Linked DNA regions of Sus scrofa: region 1 is linked to region 2. The links are chromatin contacts, called in public Hi-C maps. All regions are on one chromosome and are shown on one strand. The core of a region is the stretch at or near the end of the contact, and the rest is flanking DNA. Distances in the headings are between cores, read along the strand shown.

What was found. Hi-C and Micro-C count contacts between places; a contact is called where the count stands out from the background.
Region 1: a Hi-C map of embryonic fibroblasts shows a contact between it and region 2, with 2.4 times the contacts expected there. The contact joins two enhancer-like sites. A contact is called at or near these places in 1 of 47 Hi-C or Micro-C datasets (embryonic fibroblasts) and 1 of 2 datasets of contacts at active chromatin or transcription factors (alveolar macrophages).

The regions. Positions count from the first base shown.
Region 1 is chr9:11,055,369-11,058,793 of Sscrofa11.1, forward strand. All of the region lies in intron 1 of ACER3 (alkaline ceramidase 3), which reads left to right. Among named protein-coding and RNA genes, the nearest start is that of ACER3, 72 kb to the left of the region's middle. Within about 2 kb of position 1,258, at least 16 of the 83 cell types and tissues checked have an H3K27ac peak or open chromatin away from gene starts, as enhancers often do. A contact at or near this core is called in alveolar macrophages and embryonic fibroblasts, where this site is marked.
Region 2 is chr9:10,894,238-10,897,653 of Sscrofa11.1, forward strand. No RefSeq gene overlaps it. Among named protein-coding and RNA genes, the nearest start is that of TSKU, 31 kb to the right of the region's middle. Within about 2 kb of position 1,579, at least 16 of the 83 cell types and tissues checked have an H3K27ac peak or open chromatin away from gene starts, as enhancers often do. A contact at or near this core is called in alveolar macrophages and embryonic fibroblasts, where this site is marked.

The DNA.
Region 1 (3,425 bases), core at 8-2,507, 160 kb after region 2:
GCCTATAATTTGGGGGCAAGAATTCAAAGATGTGTTTGTGGGTATAAAAATATTATAATTTTCAGATTAAAAAAAAATCATTTAACTCTGTATCCAAACAGGATTCCCTCTATAAAATTTTGTTTTGTTTTGCTTTGTTTTTTTGCTTTTTATGGCTGCTCCCACAGCATATGGAGTTCCCAGGCTAGGGATCAAATTGGAGCTGCAGCTGCCAGCCTACACCACAGCCACAGCACTGCAGGATCTGAGCCGTGTCTGCAATCTGCACCATAGCTCATAACAACACAGGATCCTTAACTCACTGAGAGAGGCCAGGGATCAAACCCACATCCTCGTGGGTATTAGTCGGGTTTGTAACCTGCTGAGCCACAATGGGAACTTCCTAATGTTTTAGAACAGTATTGTGTGGTATATGAATGAATCTCTAGTTTTTATTTTTGGAAAAATAATGTTTTAATTGAATTTTCTGGGGCACTCCAAAGTCCAGTTAAACCCGTAGTGGAAATAATTTAGCCTTTATTTTCTATCATTCATCTATATTACCAATATTTTAACTTTAAGTTATAAAAACTGAATACCCATATTGTAGAAAATATTAAAAAAAGAAGAAAGAATCCATTACTTTCCATCTTTTTTTTTTTTTTTTTTTTTTGTCTTTTGTCTTTTTAGGGCCCCACTTGCAGCATATGGAGGTTCCTAGGCTAGGGGTTAAATTGGAGCTGTAGCTGCCGGCCTACACCAAAGCCACAGCAACACGGAATCCAAGCCTGTCTGAAACCTACACCACAGCTCACAGCAACACTGGATCCTTAACCCACTGACCAAGGCCAGGGACTGAACCCGCAACCACATGGTTCCTAGTCAGATTCGTTTCCATTGTGCCACAGTGGGAACTCCCATTACTTTACCATCTTAAAACTTATTTTGGTGCTGGGGGAACCCGCACTAAACATAGTTTTGTGCAGAAATGATTGGCGAAAACATAGTTTTATAATTGTTATCAACTGTTATCGATATAGTTATTAATTTATTACCTCTCATCTTCAAATTCAAATTCATTGCATGCTCTGTGAAAGTGGGCCTGGGCCCTTTAAATGTTTCCTTCAATAGCTTAGCTGGATGTTCAGCTTGGTCAGTAGAGGGCACTGGAGAGACACTGCAAGAGAAAGGATTTTCCTTCCTAGTTCTGGTGTGTCAGCTTGGCTTCAGTGCCTGGCTCTTGCAGTGCAAGTGGTTCATCCATCTTCTGCCCTGTTTATGAAACTTCCCCCAGTGCTCAGATCCAGAAGCTTACTCAGCTTCTCCAGTGCCAGCTCCTGCAGTCATGCAGTCAGCAGCACTAGTGGCCCCTAGCTCCTGCCTCCATGTAATAAGCTTTTCCTGGCATCCTAGAAGGTAGTTTAAGCACAAGCTACTAGGGGTGGATTTTCACTGAGCTCTTCAGGGGTGGCAGCCCAGTAACTTACCTACTGTTTGATGAGCTTTGGTCATGCCCCCTCCACAAGGGTCTGGCTGTCAGCCCTGGCTGGGACCTCTCCTTTTAGTTTCTATCTCCATCTTAGGCGTAGTAGCTGTTCCTTACATATGCTATTTCTGTATTCTCTAGAGTTAGCTTTGCTTACTACTAGCCATCTCTCACTACTGCAATTTCCTCTTATAATTAACGATTTTTTTTTTTTTTTGGCCGCCCCCACAGCATGTAGAAGTTCCAGGGCCAGGGATCAAACCCAAACCACAGCAGTCACAGTGCCAGATTCTTAACCCACTGCATGACCTAATGATTTTTTATAGTAAACTTTTTCAGTTCAAATTACTCTCTGATTTATCTTTCCTGATTGGACCCAGACTGGTAGTATTTTTTTAACCCAAGTTTTCATTTTATGATAATTTTTCATGCATTCTTTTTGTCCAGTAAAGTTAAATAAGCTGACATTTATATATCCCTTATTTACAAAGCAGTTTCATATCTATTATTCTTTAAATCAGCTTTGAAAAAAACAAACTTTTATTCTTTCTTCTTGACTTTATAGTCTTTTTGCCTTTGTGGTTAATCCTTTCTGTGTTCTCTTTAAAAGTTTATTGCCATTTCCAAGCTTGTTTAGCTGTTCTCCCATGTTTTCTTCTAAAAGTTATGCTGTTTAAAAAAGAAAAAAGTTATACTGTTTTACTTTTCACATTTAGATCTGCAATACATCTGGATTTTATTTTTGTGTAAGAAGTGTGAGCTTGGGGTCCAGATTCATTTTTTTCTCTTGCAAACATCCAGTTGCTCCAGTACCCTTTATTGACAAGACCATCCTTTTCATACTACATGTTTGTAGTGTGTAGGGCATGCTTGCCATACAGTTATCCACAGGGGAAAGTGCACACTAGCTTCAAACTTCTACATAGTGATGTTTTTAGTCTGAATAATGAGAGCATAGTGATTAAAAACTTTTGAAAGAAAGATAGACCCCAAAATTTTGTGGCTAAATTATCTTTTGCATTAAAGGCAAAAGACATATTCTCAAGCACTCAGAAGTCAGGGAATACAGCACATACATATCCTTGAAAAAAAAATATGGAGATGGATGATGAAATTTAAACAAGTAAAACTTGGCTTAAAAAAAAGACAGATGTGGCCAGTTAATGATTCGATAGGAACATGAGTGGGTTGTTGCCTGTCAGTGGTAAGGATCCGGGTGAGCTGGGTAGGTTGCAGATGCCGATGCGTGCTGTGCTTGGTAGGCTGGCTAAGCTCCGATTCGACCCTACTGGAACTCATATGCCGGAAGAAAAAACAACAAAAAAAAAAAAAAAAAAAAAAAAAAAAAAAAAAAAAAAAAAAGAATAGCATGGGAAAAAGACTGGAGATTGACACTGTATCCATTTAAATAGAGACCTGAAGTTAAAAACAAAGATAACATAGAATTATGAAATGACACAGGAATTCCACTCCTAGGTATATTCTAAAGAGAACTGAAAATACATCCATACACACAAAAAATTACATATGAATGTTCATAGCAATATTATTTGTAATAGCCAAAGAGTGGAAACAACCCAGATGTCCAACTGACAAGTATATAAATAAAATGTGGTATATCCATACAATGGACTTTTTGGCAAAAAAAAAGAATGAGGTTCTTTTTTTTTTTGTTTTTTTGTTTTTTTGTCTTTTTAGGGCCACACCTGTGGCATATGGAGGTTCCCAGGCTAGGGGTCTAATCAGAGCTGGAGCCACCAGCCTATGCCACAGGTGCAGCAACTTGGGATCCGAGTCACCTCTTCGACCTATACCACAGCTCACGGCACTGCCGGATCCTTAACCCACTGAGCGAGGCCAGGGATCGAACCTGCAACCTCATCTTTCCTAGTCAGATTAGTTTCCTCTGTGCCACAACGGGAACTCCAAAAAAGAATGAAGTTTTTAATGCATACATGCT
Region 2 (3,416 bases), core at 329-2,828:
ACAACCTTTTAAAGTGGGAATTGCATCTCCATTTTGCTGAGGTCTCGTGATTTATGCAAAGCCACCATGGATCAGTGGCTGAGATTCAGTCATTCATCCCCTCGTCCTTTCATTTATTTATTTTTCAACCCTTCTTGAGAGTCACCCCCCATGCCAGGCTGAGAAGGTATGTCTGCATTGACACAGGTCTTTTTTTTTTTGTCTTTTTCGGGACCTACCCTCGGCATATGGAGATTCCCAGGCTAGGGGTCTAAGCTATAGCCACCAGCCTATGTCACAGCCACAGCCACACCAATCCTTAACCCACTGAGCAAGGCCAGGGATCGAACTGGCAACCTCATGGTTCCTAGTCGGATTTGCTTCCACTGCGCCACAACCGGAACTCCACAGGTCTTTTGACTTTGAACTCATTTCCTCATCAGCCATTGAGATTCTATCTCCAGTAATATTTATTGTGAGACTTCAGTGTTGGGTGTTTCATTCAAACGTTTAATTCTCACAACAATGCTCCAGAAGGGAGTCTGTTGTCTTCCGTTTTACAAGAAGGAAAACAGAGGCTCAGAAAGGGGAAGCCATTTGCCTCGGACTCCCCCACTGGTGGGAGGCAGAGCCTAGGATCCAAGAGGGCAGAAAGTTAGGTGTTCAATTCCCGCCTCGGGTTTCACGTTCCAGCCTCACACTGGCTCTTGGGTCCTCTTACATCCCTCTGGCTCAGGGCTGGGGTCTAAATCCCCTCACTGAAGCAGCCCTGATATCTAATAGCCCAGCTCCCAGCAGGCTCTGCAGGAGGGAGCTGGTGGAGGAAGGCAGCCGCCTTGGGGGGCCCATGAGTGCAGCCCTTGTTTGGGGGGGCCTCTCCCTGGCCAGGGCTCCGGAGCAGTCAGGGGCAGAAAGGGGGCCAGGCTGCCTCCCAGTGTCAGGGTGAGGAATCTCCAGGCTGGAAAAGGCCCAGGCAATGCTGGCCATGAGTCACAGCCATGGCTCCCTCCCCTCAAGAAGGCCAGGCGCAGGTACTCTGGGTCCAACACGATTCCCCTGACTGTGCCGGGCCCGGCCACCGTCCTGGAGCAGCATCTGACTAAGAGGAGGGAGGGATTCAGGCTGACCAGGCCTCCACGGGCCTCGATCAGGAGCCGGGCAAGGGCTGTGGGAGGAAGAGTCACCTCTCAGCTGGGTTAAGGAGCCTGAGGCCCATGGAAGGGAAGGGGGCCCGGGGGTGGGAAAGGGGTCTCAAGAGAGGAAACAGGAGAGAGGAACCCAGAAAAAGCAAGACAAGGAGAGAGGGACAGAGAGGAAACCACAGATGCAAAGAGCAAGTGGAGAAAGACAGAGGGAGAAAAAAAATAACAAAGCCAGAGGCACAGAGGCCAAAAGACAAACACCCAGAAAGGACTGGGGGGAGAATAGCACACAGAGAAAGTGGGGGGGCAGGGAGAGGCCTTGGGCAGCTCCCCAGCTGGGGCTCGGCCTGCTGGACTCCAGCAAAGGGGCAGGGGCGGCCCCATCTGGAAGCAGTCAGCATCCCTCCAGGAGGAGGGTGTGACGAGGAGCCAGACATGAGCCATGTCTGGAAAGAGGAAGAAGCAGAATTTTGCAAAGGCTGAGCTGGCAGTGGGCAGGGCGGTTGCACGGACTGGGTTGTCTGGTGTGGGATTTCTCAGCGGGCAGTCGAGGACAGAGCTCCCGCCCCGTTGCCGTCTATCTTGGGCTCTGAAGGAGGACGTGGGTGGCCAGGGTTGTCGGAGAGCCTCACCTCATTGGAGATGGAAAACAGAGGCCAAGGAGAAGAAACGTCTGTCCCAAGGTCGCAGAGTCCCCAGGTCTTTGGTAAAGGCAGCCCCTCTTTCTCAGTCATTCCTTTAATCACACATTTATTCGACAAACATTAACTGAGCACCTGGCAGGTGCTAAGTGCCAAGCTAGGGGTTCCTTGATGATTAGCAGACGGCCTCTGCCCCCCCCAACGCCCACCCCGAGCTCACAGTCTGCTGGGGAAGGCAAGCAGGGCAACACGGTGCCCTGGATAATGTGATGAAAGGATGCTTTGGGCGCGGAAGCCAGTCTAGAAGTTCAAGGGCAGCCCTGAGGAGGGCTGTCAGGGCAAACCGAGAGGTGAGAAGGAGGCAGCCAGGGGGAGGGAGGGAGAGCACACCAGGCAGAAGAAACCCAAAGAATGAAGGGCAGATGCTTCAGGGTCACAAAATGCGGCTCGCCGGGTGCACCCGTGCACCAGGAAGCTGTAATTATTTTGTTTGTTACTAATCCGACTTTCCTCCCCAACCCTCCTGCCTTGGTCAGCAGGAAAAAATTACATAATGTCATCTAATGGGGTTTGAAGCTGGGCCTGATCCGATCATTTAAACAGCCTCTTTGGGTACTATTCAGTCTGCCTTGTAAATCCCTCCAGCCCTCAGGTAGCTTCCACCTCTGCTGCCTCCCCATTGTGTGGGTGTGGGTGTGGGTGTGGGTGTGGGTGTGTGTGGAGGGGGCCTGCAAGTGAGCAGCCAGGCAGATGCAGGACTGCCTGGAAGAGGCAGATGCCATCCTCCGTAGCACCATCTGCCTCTCCGGGAGATGCCAGTTTCCTCCCAGGAGGTCTCCAGGCCAGGCCCCCATTGGTGGCCAGGGCTCATCTGGCTCCACCAGCAGAACCGCGGTCTCTGCCTTCTTCCCCATCCAGACCCCTGCCCATCCTTACCGTCCCAGGGCCTATGAGCTCGCTGGCTCTCAGTTCAGTCCCCAGGTCACGTGGAATGCAGGAAGGCCCAGGGACGCCCATGCTCAGCCTCCCGCTCTCGGACGGCACACAAGTCCAAGTTCACAGGGCGGCAGGCCCCTGTGGCTGCGTGGCGTTGCACAGAAAGAATGTACCATCTCCTACTCTTGTACTCTTTCCTGCAATGTTTCACTCTTATGAACAATCCTGCAATAAACATCTTTTTCCCATCCTCTTTTTGCTCGTGTATAGGTGTTTCTCTTGGGTAAATTCCAAGAGATGAGCCCCTGAGCCAAATACCCCAAGGTAAGTGTATTTTATCTTTGGATGGAGTCTGTCCATCGAGCTCCATAAAAGCCGCAGCAGATTACACTCCAGCCACCTCATCAACCCTGGACATTGATCATCAGTGTTTTTCAGGGTTTGTCAACTTTACGGGCAAAAATGAATTTCCCCATCAATGTTCATCTTAAACTTTTATTCCTCGAGGCGCAGGAAGGCCTTGCCTAAGACATCTGGACATGCCTAAAGCCTTGTTATTTCTTTTGTGACTTTCCTGTTCAAACACCTTGCCCAGTTTCCTACTGGGTAGTCAGTCTTTTCCTACAGAGGTATAGGAGTTCTTTCTATTTTCCAGGCATTGGACTCTTATGCGTGGCAAATATTTCTCTTGATTTGTCATTTGTGTTTTATCATTACA